Regions from separate parts of the Zea mays genome. Here region 1 is linked to region 2. A link is a contact called in public Hi-C data. All regions are on one chromosome and are shown on one strand. The core of a region is the stretch at or near the end of the contact, and the rest is flanking DNA. Distances in the headings are between cores, read along the strand shown. Region 1 holds the start of LOC100281835 (secretory protein-like). Region 2 holds the start of LOC100275582.

Region 1 (7,261 bases), core at 3,984-6,483, 340 kb after region 2:
ATACATGTCATGTAACATGTCTTCATATCACATTAAAGAAATGCTACTCCTTCCGATGTTCTAGTTTTGTCCAACCTTCTCTAGTTTTGACCAACTTTATAGAAAAATATATTAGCATCTACAATACCATGACTTGTGGGTTTTATCGGGTTTTTAATTCTAGCCTACCCCAACTTGCTTGGATAAAAGGCTTTGTTGTTGTTGTTGTTTTTGTTGATCTACATACCAAGTAAATGCACTATCAAGACATATTTTATGGTGGATTTCATGAAACTCATTTCATGTTGTACATGTATGTGCATTTTTCTATAAACTTGAATAAAGTTAGAGAATTTGACTTAGGACAAAACAAAAACATTTTACAATTTGGAACACAGGTAGTACATAAGCTATATGTGGTTGTTATTTTGCACAATAGTCATCCACTTTACTAGTATTTATTATTTAAGGTATTGGCAGATCACAATGTTCAGTCCTAAGTGGTAATAGCAAATACATGTAAAAAACAGTAGATAATTGAAACGGTTGGGGAAGTATTGATTATTGAGCAACCAGAGGACTGTTAACAAGTATATGCATAGTGCTTTTATGCTTTACTTTTCTTTCAGTCAATATGGCCTGAATATACAAGCTTGGCAGCAAATACTTATGACTGCTATACTTACTAAGCCTGCTCATTGAACTGATCTGATTCTAAATGGCAGTGAAACCCACAATCTAAAGAAGGAAACCATCAAGGATCAGTATGAAGTGGTGAGTCTCAAGCACACTTCCTCCATGTTGTTTAGGAAGGTGGAAACAAATACTTAAAAAATAAATAATTTGTTGGGCAGGTGAAAACAAGAACCTCAAACTCAAATAAGTACAAAGAGGGTTCTCATGTTATGGAGTATGGTGATAAGACCTTCAAGGATGAGAAGCTTTCCTTTTATCAAGGTTTTGATCCTGCTAATGCCAACATTGCAAACATGCTGCTTTGGCCAGGCCCAAAGGGTGCAGTCAATCAAAGAGATGCTGATCTTCTCTTCATGTGGAAGAGGGTAAATCCTAACTATTCTTTCATTCCCCCCTTCACCACATAATCCTTCTAATTGTTTCTCTAAATGAACTGCAATGATATAGGCTTGCATATTATAGAAAAGAGATGGATGCCATTCTTAGTAATATTCATGGTATATCATGCCAAGTAGGTCTATTGGTTGCTTTCCACTATTTTTCTCTACTTTATTGATTCAAACACGATGAGTTGTTGCACCAGGTAAAAACATGCATAAACCACTTCTCAGATGAAACCAGTGTAAATGATACTTGTTGAAAAGTATGGTACTACAATTGCTTGATATATATGGTATCGTACAATATATTTTATTTCTTTTTTATAACCATCCTTATGCCTATTTCTATGGGTTAGCTGGTAGAGTTGTTTATTTCTGTTTACTTGGTTGTCTTTCGGAAATTCTTCACACAAAAGATCAGGCTCTTTTTTTAGTGTGTATGTTGGCAATGATACCATGGGTATGCTTTAGTTTTTATGACTACTTTATTTCTTTAGTTGGAACACGCAAATGTAAACCTAGGGCTAGCTGTTGCACATTTTATACCTATGTTTTAGAGAAATTTAGATAATAATTGACAATACAGTTCAAGAAAGTGGTTTCGCTTGTTCCATCAATGGCTAAAAGGTGCTGTGGCTTTTCCATTCACACAATCACCATTAAAAGTTGAAATCGTGTCTTGTTTGGTATGGCTTAACTAAGTCTTGTAGATGGGCTTCTTATTAGAGAAGATTGGAGGAAGAACTAGCTTTCTAATACAATTGTGGATGTGGTCTTGGTGAGAGGCTGTTGCGTTAGCACCATGCTTGAGAGGGGTTAGAGCTCGTACACTCATCTCGATGTCAAGCTCACACCTCTAAAGCTATCTCCAGTAGCTTACTCGTTCTATCTCTCATTTTAAACTTTACTTTGCAAACAGTGCAAAACAGTGTTTTACATGACCATATATAGACCATCTGATGGCCATATCCTAATACCAAGCTGGAGTTCTACCAATCACTTGTGGTAGTCAGTAGCCTCCTTTTATTCTTGTTTCCTAATGTTCAGTTCTTTCTTTCAGTACGAGCAGTTAAATGGGGGGACCGAAGAGAAGCTGAGGGCTCTCATAGAGATTAAAGAAACTGTTCAGCACAGGAAGCATCTTGACAGCAGTATCGATTTCGTTGGGAGGCTCGTCTTCGGATTTGAGAAAGGGCCTTCGATGCTTGAGGCTGTTAGAACCTCTGGTCAACCATTAGTCGATGACTGGGACTGTTTGAAGAGGATGGTGAGTATGGTGATTTTTCTTATTCGACTCTTGATACAAGGCATGCACATGAAAATGAAGCTCCTTACTGCTGTGCGCACATTCCCATCCTGTCAGTGCGCTGCCTAACTCATTTCACTTGGTGGCTTTTGCTTAGGTGCGGATTTTCGAGTCCCAGTGTGGTTCACTTACTCAGTACGGCATGAAGTACATGAGAGCGTTTGCAAACATCTGCAACAGTGGTATATCTGAGATGAAAATGAGGGAGTCGAGCATCAGCGCTTGCAGCAGCTACAACTCGGCGAGGTGGAGCCCGATGGCTCGGGGACACAGTGCTTGATGGTAAAGATCAAATAGCAAAGCCCCCCGAGGTCTGCTGCCCCATGTCCCTGTGAGCGAGCTCGTATCATCTGGGGACTGTGGACCCATCGACGGTTGTACATATCATGCACTTGTGCTCGTGCCTATGTAAAGTAGTAATACCAACTCAACTCTGATCTTCATCCAAGTACCGAAATGATTAAAAGATCAGATGTGAATGCTGTTGCGATGGGTGATCGCAAGTAGGCCATAATCAGTGGACCGAAAATGATGACCCAAATCAAGGTAGTGCTCCTCTGATCGATAGCCCAAATCTATTGCTAACAAAACCAGACTACATGTGCTTTGTGAAGCATTTTGCATGCAGGCCAATCTCGTTCCCGATCCCTCCTTCTCCCCTATGCCGTCCTCGTGCCACCGTCTGAGAGGGAATGTGGAAGCCCGCCGTTTCCAGTGGCCAAGCTAGCCTATTGAGACACCAGTTGCGTGCACGAGGTTAGTTAAGGCAAGGCCCTGGATCGATCCCGCGCGCATGCGTGATTGGACGACGCTTAGGCTTAGCGGATCATACATGCTTTTCTGAGGAACGAGATGAACACCACGAAGATCGCCAGCCCTGCTAAGATTCCGACGATTATGGCCACAGTCCTCCCGACGTCGTCCTGCGAATAATCTGTGACCAGAAGAGGACATCACAGATGCGGGGATTAGAATAGCATACACACATACATAAAGTATATTGCAAAGTCGGCGCACTTGCCCGAGTGCTCCTTCCGTTTTATCGGGAATATATTCATCGGCCGTCAAGCCACAGCCACCCCCCAGTCCCACAAAGTGCGTGCCTATCGCGGCCGCGCAGTCCTAACCCTGATAGATATGCTTGGCGATATGTTATGGTAGGCATTCGGCGCTCTCGGTGGATCAGGAAGGACAACGCTTTTGATCAGTATATACGGCCCAAGAAAGAGAAACCGACGGGCTAGCTAGCTTATGCCTGAAATTGCTTTGCATCTGCAGGTGACGATGCAGCAGCCGTGCAGGAGATACTCAAAATTTACTCTTTTGGTCCTTTTTTTGGGGGTCAAAGAATTAATGTATTGTCACTCCAAAGCATCTATTCTACCTGATTATACTAGGTCCAGTTGTAAATGTGCGGTCCACTACAAACTCCGGGATGATTAGCATAGCCAAACCCCAGATTAATACAATGGCCCGGATTTTGCTGGAGCCGCTACTGATTTGACTGAAAACTAAGTCATTTGGGAGTGAGCTTTGCTGTGGGATTACTCGCCTAGTTTGCAAAGGCCTCGGACATTCTCGTCCTGATCGCCATCTATTGGCATTTGGCAATCCCGTAGGGACAAAAAGGTGGCATGCCCATAGGCCATAGGGAGGAAAAGGGTGTGAAGGACATATTCTGCCTCATCTCTTTGTTACAAACTTTGGGAAGTTTACCTATCGCTTACTGGAATCAATTCTCGCTGCAACTCGAGTCAGCAAATTGTCAGACGTGTCTCTAGCAGCTATCTTATTACACCTTTATTTCAAACTCGATTCTGCAAAACAGCGTAATCTACCGTGTAAATCCTCTAGTATTTTCCACCGTATGTTGCGGACAACCTAAGTAACCCCGCACCAGGTGGTGGTACTCAAACGCAAGCGCAAAACTGCGTGCAATTATTTTTTTGGCTGGAAAATGAATTCAGTAGTTCGCAGTACCTTGTGTGGGGCGGAAGTAGTAGCCGTCGGCCCAGTACCTGACGTAGCACTGCGCCAGGTAGACGTCGGCGGCCAGGGCGGTGCCGCACGTGCCCTTGAGCTGGCCGACCGCCTGCGCCAGGCACGCCGCGCAGTCGGGCGCCGCGAGGTCGCCGAGGCACTGCGCCACGCCCTGCACGCTTCCGGAGCTGCCCGCCTTGTACCCGTTACTACTACCATTATTGGCCGCGCCGCCCTGCAGCAGGTCCCCGGCGAGCACGGCGTCCCGGTCCCTGAGGAACTCGCCGTCGCTGCTGCTGCTGGTGCTGCACTTGCGGTACACCATGGCGGCGTCGGGCGTGCCCAGGAAGTCGGTGCCGTCGTACCGCACGTAGCAGCCCTCCAGCTGCAGCGACGCCGCGTACGCCGCCGCGCACACCTGGCCCAGCTGGCCCAGCGCGTCCCGCACGCACGCCGCGCAGTCGGCCCCCGCCAGGTCCCCGCGGCACTGGTACAGCCCGTACGCCGTCGTGCCGTTGCCAACGCCGCCGGCACCCGCCGTGAAGCTGCTGTACCCGGCCTTGGGCGCCGCGCCGGCCATGGAGGCCAGGAGCGACTCCAGGTTGGCCTCGAAGGGGGTGCCCGGCTGGTACTTGGACGGCGAGCAGCCGGCGTAGATGAACGTGCCGGTGGCCGCTTCGCCGACGCCCGCCGCGCCTAGACCGATGATGATGGCGGCGGAAACAGCTGCGGCGACGCGCGAGCGGCAGAGACGATGGCTGCGCGGGCGATGCATAGCTGATGACGATGAGACGGAACGGAAGTGCACCGTGCGTTCCTTCGTGCGCCGCTGGCTGGCTGGCTGACTGGCTCTGGGGGGAGCAGTGGCGATCGCGCGATGCTTTTCCGTCTAGGCAGTGAGGAGAAAGGTGGTGGTGGTGGTGGTGGTGGGGAGCTTATATATACAGAATAATAAATGCGCGCTTCCGTTGTGCTTGGGGCAGACGCAGACCGGAGGAGGACTTGTGGTGCGCCGTGCGCGCGCGGCCTCTCTAGAATTTTATGCGTCGGTTCGAGCCCACACGACGATTATTCCTGATCTGACTGAACGTACGGCTGGACGGACCTCGTCTCGTCTGGCCAGTGGCCGGTGACGATGACTCCCGTCTATGAGCAGGACTACGGGAGGAGTAGGCACAGGGCCTGGAACGGCCGTCGGTTCTCGCTCCCTCTGTCTCCCCAGCTGGCGATAAGGGTGCAGCATGGGCGGTAGCGTGGCCCGACTCCGACCCTTGTCGCAGACCGGTGACGCCTTGACGAGTGCGCGCCACCGGGATGACCTGTTTGTTCATCGGTTTATGGTGATCGCGACTTGCTTTCGCGTGATTCGAGGATCTGTGTGTCCGTGTGCCCTGCCTGTCGCTGTACGTCCGGGTGTGATCGCTTCCATGACTCATAATAGTGGCGCAGTACTATGCAATATGACAGTAACGTCATTTCGGGTGGGTTACTTAGGTCGGCTTGCTGGCGGCACTAATCCCCGGCTGTTGGTATGGTTCAATGGGGTCCAACGATCCAGTGTGCTTCTCAGGGTGGGAGAAAATCCCTCCAGCCGACTGTAGAGAAGCAATAGTACAGTGTACAGTCTCCGTTCGATTTGTAACACGTGTCCATTCTATTGCTATCATCAGACATCAATCTTGGAGCACCTACATGCCTTATCGTCAACGTCGAACTATCGAAGCGTCTAGACACTAGAGCACTGTGGTTTCCTTCCATCGATCGAGCGGGGGCTTTACTGGATAGTCTGGATTCGTCGAGATAGGAAAAAAAAAAAGATGTAGTACATTTGGGCCTCCCATCAATCTTGGAGGCCTCCTCAACAGAAGCATACTGGGCTCTTAGCGTCGGGTGGTCACGAAATCGTTTTATTGAGGAGGAGGAGGAGGAGGCCCTGTATTTATTTACTTCATATAAGGGCTAGTATATTTCCTGAAGCAAGGCCCAAAATCTGATTTGATGGGAAAGGCGTTGTGGCAGTGCTGGACTGGTTGGCCCAGGCCTTCAGTCCTCGTTTAGCCATGCTTTGGACTTTGGAGTCATGTAAGACTGAGCTAGCCTTAGAACTAGTATATGTCTATATGATTTAGCATTGGGTACAAGGAGTTACAAGAGGGAAATCGAACTCAGGATCCGAGGACTGTTACTGAAGTCATCTAACAAACTCAGCTAGAGTGGTTTTTCTTTGCGTCTAACTATACTCCCCTTGTTTGCCCTAATTTGCTTGCTCTCGCTCTCGTCATTTTCCAGAAAGGCTATCGGATGAACTGCCTAAATATATGCTCCGGGTTCGGTACTTCGGTTTGCCCCGAGAGAGTTCAGTTTGCGCTTAATCTTGGCCATCCCTGCACCTGCACGCGTCACATCATATAATAATACAGAACCCTGCAACTAGTATGCAACCGACAGCCACGCACTGAATATACTGCCATCACGCATCCGGAGCCATCTATGCTTTGGGGGTGTTTGGTTACCCCAAACTAAAATTTAGCCCCTGTCCCATCGAATGTTTGAACCTCCGTTTCGGGTATTAAATGTAGTCGGATTATAAAACTAATTTGTCAGCCGAAGATTAAAAGACGAGACGAATCTAGTCCAGTTGGTTGGGTCTATATTTCATACTCCTATTTAAAAGTCAAACGCTTGATGTGAACCGGGCTAAACTTTAGCAGGGGCAACCAAACACCCCTTTTGTCTTCCATTTCCTTCTCACACTTACCGGAGCTAGCTGTGCCTTGCATCGTTACCACATACATGATGTAAACGGAGTGTCTTGACTCGATCCGCAACGAGTACGGACACCGCGTCGTCTTGTTCTCGTCGTCCTAAGGTATTTTTCCCAATGCAGAAAAGATACGGCAATGCTAAATCATATATGTTC
Region 2 (6,820 bases), core at 1,919-4,418:
TCATCAGTCGTCACAGTGCACCAGTTGTAAAATAATTAGATCATGTAGCAGGTTTATATGGAGTGTTTGAAATAAACATATATTGTACCTCCAAAAAATGCAGGTGAATATAACCTGGATCTACGTGTTTACCAAAAGAACATAAAATGATATACAAGTGGTGGTCTACGTGTTTACAACGCGGAGCGTACACGGGATCTGGTAATTGAGCATAATAACACATTCAAATTAGCATAAAAGACAGAGCAGGGCGAGATGAGTAGAGAATGCACCAGAACCAGGAGCGCTGAGAGCAACACCCTTATCATTCTCCTGGTTTCAAGGAAGACAGAGCATGGCTTGATCTTCTTGTAACTCTGGACGAAGCTCCAACCTGAGCGCTGAGAGCAACACCCTTATCATTCTCCTGGTTCTTGCACTTGCGCTTCCTGTCAACAAAAACAGCCACTTGTACTTCTTCAGACTCGGCAGCTCTCAGTGAATTTCTCCTGGAACGCCTCAAAGGGACAACTGCGCCCACCTCTACAGAACCGGCTTGAGCAGACTTCCCCCTTGGCTTGGCAACAACAGGCGAACAGGTGACTTGGGACCTCAGTTCACAGTCTTGAGCCTCAGCACATAGCGAATTTCTGCTGGACTGCCTCACAAGGACATCTGCGCCCAGCGAATTCCTCCTAGACCACGTCATAGGGACATGTGCGGCCAGCGAATTCCTCCTGGACAGCTTCAAAGGGACATCTCCGCCCACCTCTACAAAGGTAACCTTCTTCGTCTCATCAGCATCGCCGCCAATTTGCCTCACACAACCCTTCCTCGCTGCCACTCCAGCCACCTCCTCCTCTGCACTAACAGCCCTCTGCGAAAGCAAGGAAGCAAAACCCAGCAACAGCATTAGAGAACAGTACCGCCAACCATTTCCATAAAAAAATGAACGTGCGGAGCATTTCCATGAGCACTTGGGGCTCGGATAAAGAGCGACGATGGTACTGCCTTAGGAAGGGGAGTTGAGAGCATCGAGTCCTTACCCCGATCGCGGCGTCAAGACGGGCAATGAGATCGGCGTTGGAGCCCCTGGCAGAGAGGTCGTGCCGCTTGCAGAATGCCTAGAGCCCCACTCGATCCATCCGGCACAGCTCAATCCCCGCTAGAGATCACTGCGGCCTGGCTATCTACGACGAGTTGGGTTCAGAACCCAGTCTCGTCTCCGTCCGAAAACTTTTGATAGGCTGCGCGGCGCGACGAACTGCTCCGGCCGCGTTCTGTTGGGCGGCGCGACGAACTGCCTTTCAGAACCCAATCTCGCTCTATTGAGGCGGTCGATGGCCGGCTTGGACTGGGCGAGGAGCCAGTTCACGGTCTTGCTGGCCTTGTCGAACCCGAGGCGGTCCTGCAGCGCGAAGAACTCTCGCGCGACCCCGACCGAGAGCTGCATCCGGCGGTCGCGGATGCCCTTCGCCGTGCGGATCTTGCTGTGCCAATCCGTCCGGAACGGTCGCTTCCGTAGTACGGTCGCGGCCTGGACGCCGGCGTCATCCACCACCGGCGGCGACCCGTTGCTCGGCAGCTCCCTCTCACCCGCGGAGGCTGAGATCCGGTAGCCACGGTCGTGCTGCACTAGGTGGATCCGGATCTGGGCGGTGTGGTTGTCTGGATCGGGGAGTGGGCTCGGAGGCGACGGCGGCGTGAGTGGAGGTACAACTGCCGCCACCGAAACCCTATTTTTTCTTGCGCACAGCCGCTGTCAGGAAGGTCGGATAGAGTGATCCATTTTATACGATGGTGTTATAGAAAACAAACGTAAACTTATGTACAACAAAGCGTAAAGATGATGTTATATTGGATAGAATAGGTGGTATGCTTGAAGCACCTGGTCGACCGATTGAGTGGGGATCAGGGCTTCATCTAATTAGAGAGAGCCCAGGGCTCCTAATACTATAACTATATATATATATATAGTTTCGTTTTGCTGAAATGTGATAGCTCGTTTAGCTCATGAGCTGACCCGTTAACAAACCGAGCTGCCTCGTCAACAAACCGAGCTAGGATGTCAGCTCAGCTCGTGAAAAAATTCAAATGAGCCGATCCGAGTCGAGCTGACCACGAAACAAGGGAGCTTACGAGCCATGAGTATTTTGTCTAGCCCTAGTGGTCCTGTAGATAAGGTGTTGAGCACCAATTGATCTAATCAATTTTACTTATTATTTTTATCTTATGCATTAGGAGTAGTCCTAGTTTATCATTCCTCTACCTCAAATTTTTACATCTCTTCAGTTTTACGTTGGATGGTCTGCCGACCCCAAGGCACACAATATGTTATCTCCTTCTATACGAGGTCCCTTCTGGGAGACAGGATCTTGATCTGCTGCGAAGAAGACGACCCTCTGCGCCATCGTGGTCCGTCCGAACCCTAGGCGCGGACCGTCCAGACGTACGCAGAGAAGGAGCCACTCCTGCGCGTAGGTCGCGGACCGTCCGGCTCAGGGCCACGGACCATCCACGCTTCCACATAGCACCGTCAGACAGTTCATCTCCCGGTGTTTAGCACCCAGGTTGACGCCAACACAAGGGTTGCTTTCAACCCCTCTTGAGTGATCACATGATCGAACTTGAGTACCACAGTCTTCCTTATCGATATGTATCCCTTTGGCAAGAAATCTTCACAAATTGAAGTCTTTTGCAGAGTCGTACACGAATCCAAGTTACAATCTCGAGCACAAGAAAGGAGGAGAGACTACAAATACAAAAGCAAACGCCATAATACAACGTTATAAAAAAAAGATCACAAGAACGCAAACACAAATGTCTAAAGAAAACGGCTCAAAACCACGATCGGGTCTCACTAGAATCACAAAACTGCGTTATCACAGAGTATCGGAGTTGTGTACGCTCTTGGAGTGATTTGGGGCTGAAGGAGGTCGCTAAGGCGATGACGTCACTGACGCGTAAAACTCCATTCCCATTATCGTCCAGGGTGCTGAACCAAACAGCAGCTTAGTTCTGGATAATTGATGACAGATTAGAATTTTGAATGTCACATTTACCAGAGACTAAAAATCACTTGTGTTCGTCTTCACCGCGATAATAATTCCATCATGATAACACCAACAGCGACGTATTAACCCAAAATCCTCCCTGCAGATAAACACCCCCTCTCCTTCTCTATCTCCTACAGCCAAATCCCCAACTCTTCCAACCGCTCCTCCGCTTAGCGTGCAGATCTAACGATCGCTCCGATCCCAAGCACAACAACTTCTCCAATTCCAATCACCAGCCGATCAGATTTATGCAGTCTTACTGCCGCGAGCGCCAGTCATGCCGCGCGGCAGCAGCTTGGACCAGAGCTTGAGCGACGACGAGGGCTCGGCAGGTGTTGGGGCGGTTTGGGTTCGGCGTCGCTGGCAATGTCCGGGATGTCCGACTCCGCTGGGGGTGTGCGCGCGGGCGCGGAGCTGATGGTGCAGCAGTTCCACCTCAAGGTGCTCCACGCCGTCCTCGCCGTGCGCACGCCGCGCCCGCACGCCTTCGCGGCGCCAGCGGCGGCGTCGTTCAGGCGGAGGGACAGGTGGTTCCATCTCCCGCTCCACGACCCGCCGCCGCCGCCCGAGGCGGCTGACCGCCTGGACGAGCTGGTCCCCGGGGAGCCGCTGGTGGTGGACGTCCTCCTGAGCCCCGCCGGTAGTGTGGGAGCCCGAGGGGAGGTGGTGGAGAGGTGGACTGTGGCGTGCGAGCCCTGGCCGGACGCCGCGGGCGGCGAGGAGGTTGCCGTGAACCGGGCGTACAAGCACTGCTTCACGCTGCTCAGGTCCGTCTACGCCGTGCTCCGCGTCCTCCCGGCGTACCGCATCTTCCGCCTCCTCTGCGCCAATCCCTCCTACAACTACGAGATGGGCCACCGCGTCGACACCTTCGCCGAGCCCTTCTCGCGCCCCCAGGAGGCCGCCATGCGTTCCCAACGCTTTGTTCCCGTCGAAACCCAGCTCGGCCGCCTCGTCGTTTCCGTCCAGTACCTTCCCAGCCTCGCCGCCTTCAACCTCGAGATCACCTCCCTTTCGCCCTCCAAGATAATCCCAGACTACGTCGGCAGCCCAGCCGCTGAGCCCATGCGCGCCTTCCCGGCCTCGCTTACAGAAGCCACGGGCTCCGGCTTCCCACCATCTAATCAGCAGCAGCGCCCGCACAGCTGGGCTTCGCCTGTGTTCTGGTCGCACACGCCGGCACACCAGGCCAGGTTCTCGCCGCCTCCAGTGTTTTACGCGTCACCGACGCCATCGCCTCCCCACTTTCCACCCCGTCTCATGAGGTGGGAGTCTGCACCAATGCCCATACCACAGGTGAGCGAGAGGAGGAGCCCTGCACACCGCCAGAATATGCTACCACCACCTTCGACGAGAAGAGGAGACATGAGGGCAGCAGGTGCTCTACAGTCTCCATCTGAGAGTGGCCGGTTGATTGGGAGGATGGAGGAACTTCGGATAGCTGATCCATATGTGACCTCGTCACCCAGACATAAGGTGCTTCATGACTCTACTTATATGTTCAGCTGTCATACTTGTGTGTGAACTTCAATTCTTCGAGTGCAAGATTGGATCTTTTTGACATGGAGAGCTTGGACAGTAGGATACCTGATGTCCTGATCAACTAGAATGATCTGTATATATGTATTGGCTCTGAGTTAGCTATGGGATAAGTAATCTTTGTTCGTTCATTACTAAATTTAGTTTAACAGTATCATATTTGACAGGCTCATGACACCACTTCATTTTTTGAGCAAGGTGGAGCAGATACTTACAAAATAACAAAAATCAATTATTCACAGTCCAATTATCATGGTTGCATGTATTTATAAAAAACTCGGTTGGGGAGGGAAAGACCGTCATCCCGGTATTTATATTAAGAAGAGACCGAAATAATGGTCCCGGCTGAGAAAATCCACAAACTCTGCCCCCCCCCCCCCCCCCAATCAATAGCGGGCCGTCACCGCCCACCTCTGCAACGGCCCAGCCGGAGGGTGGCGCGCAGGCGCAGGATGTAACCCGGGAGCGGGCGGGACACATCGAAAGGATTTTTTTAACCAAGCCCAAAATTTGCCCCCGAGGGGGATCGAACTCAGGACCTGGAGGTGCCACTTGGAAGTCTTAACCATTACGCTAGAGGCCCTTTCGCGTTGCATATATTTATAGAACCGATTAAACTGCAAACCGGTTGAATTTTGAACCTAAACTTTGGCTTCAAGTTTCTTGATATGTTATTTGTACCAAACTTCACTCATTACCATGTTTGATTGAAGATTTCTTGGCACATACAAAGACACCTAGTCTTGTGTTGAAGCAATAATCCATAAGATATTCAATTTAGCTATTTTTTATACATGCTGCAAGAATACTGCTATTTTTTATGTACAGGTTCAGTGATCCTTGATACTTGTAAAAATGCATGTTGTAATTAATAAGTTGGAATATGAAGAAATGTTTAATGACATGGTGATTTTACTCTTTGCAGTCTATTGGATCTTAATTATCAATTGAAAAGGCACTCTACCAGTTTGAGAATGATTAAGTTGATCTGTTTCTGTTTCCCTCAATTGACACTGTTTGGTGGATATGCAGGGCAAGGACACTAAAGATGGATCTGGCAGATTCTCTGCACTCTCCTCATGCGATTCACCACGGCAAGATGATCTGGATGATGTGGATTACCATTTCGACGTTGATGATGTTGATACTCCAGTCTCCCAACCTCGGTATGTTTAAATAATATCCTTTATGGTCATTTTTGGTGTGTGAGTTTTATAAATTCAACCCTATTGGCTTCATCTGGTTCTGACTATAGAATGCACACCTCAGTTAAATTTCATACTTCTTTTGAAATGGGCAGTAGCACAGTGATAACTTCCCTTCATATAGATAGACTGACTACAGTCATGTGGTAGTGCACAAAATTCATTGGAGATATCAATTTCATGTATTATTCTTTGTCTGTAGAAATTTAATGGTAGCTAATTGTTTGTTTATCTAGCTGTTAAAGAATGTTAGAGCTATATTGTTGGCATGTATAAGCTTTCAGCTCTTTCATGTAGACACATGATTGATCTTGTTAAAGTTCTGCACATTATGGGATTGATGTTACTATGAGGATTTAGAACCTTGGCAAGAGGAAAGTGCCTACAGTATTTGATTAAGCAAAGTTTTTTTTTCATTTTATTGTACAACAAAGTGTGCTGGGAAATTAGTCTGGGACAATCAGATGACAATTAATTTGAGACTTTGAGTCTGCTGCTGGAAGCATTCTTTCATTGTTGTATCTGTGAGGAACCAATCCTAGATGGCCCTGAGCCTAATTGTTGTGACTATTAAGTTGCATGCACCAACTAGTTCAACCCAAAAGTTTAAGTTGATAGGAGTAAGTGGACAATTCATTTATATTATATTCCAATACTCTCCTTCACGTCGAGCCTCTCTTGTGTCTCAGACGTGTAATAGGAGCGAACAACAATTATTTTATTTAATTGCGCTAGTCAGGATTCGAACTCATGACATCTGCCTCTGATACCATATTAAGTTGCATGTACCAACTAGTTCAATCCAAAACCTTAAACTAATAGGAGGAGGTGAGCAATTCACTTATATTATATTCCAACAGTGACCAGTCTTACCACAAGAGCATGTAAAAGGGAGACCCATAGATTGGATTTCTTATTGCTTGATGAATGCTGATGTGCTAGCAACCCTTTTATAGAACTTTACTCCCCCTATGAAACCAGTATTAATCTTATGTGAAAAACATGTCTAATACTTGAATCATAGCTTTAATTGATATCCAC

What was found. Hi-C and Micro-C count contacts between places; a contact is called where the count stands out from the background.
Region 1: a contact with region 2 is called in a Hi-C map of leaf, with 7 times the contacts expected there. The contact joins the promoter of LOC100281835 here to the promoter of LOC100275582 in region 2. A contact is called at or near these places in 4 of 25 Hi-C or Micro-C datasets (bundle sheath, ear, leaf and 1 more).

What each region holds. Positions count from the first base shown.
Region 1 is chr2:24,038,338-24,045,598 of Zm-B73-REFERENCE-NAM-5.0, forward strand. LOC100281835 (secretory protein-like) reads right to left here and starts at 5,234. Exons shown (of 3, transcript NM_001154755.1): 1 at 4,342-5,234; 2 at 3,194-3,295; 3 at 2,322-3,089. The coding sequence starts at 5,116. The coding sequence ends at 3,085. It overlaps LOC100286140, which reads left to right. Exons shown (of 9, transcript NM_001414412.1): 6 at 705-753; 7 at 834-1,040; 8 at 2,116-2,322; 9 at 2,459-2,935. The coding sequence ends at 2,641.
Region 2 is chr2:23,702,843-23,709,662 of Zm-B73-REFERENCE-NAM-5.0, forward strand. LOC100275582 reads left to right here and starts at 3,169. Exons shown (of 3, transcript NM_001371691.1): 1 at 3,169-4,511; 2 at 5,607-5,740. The coding sequence starts at 3,402.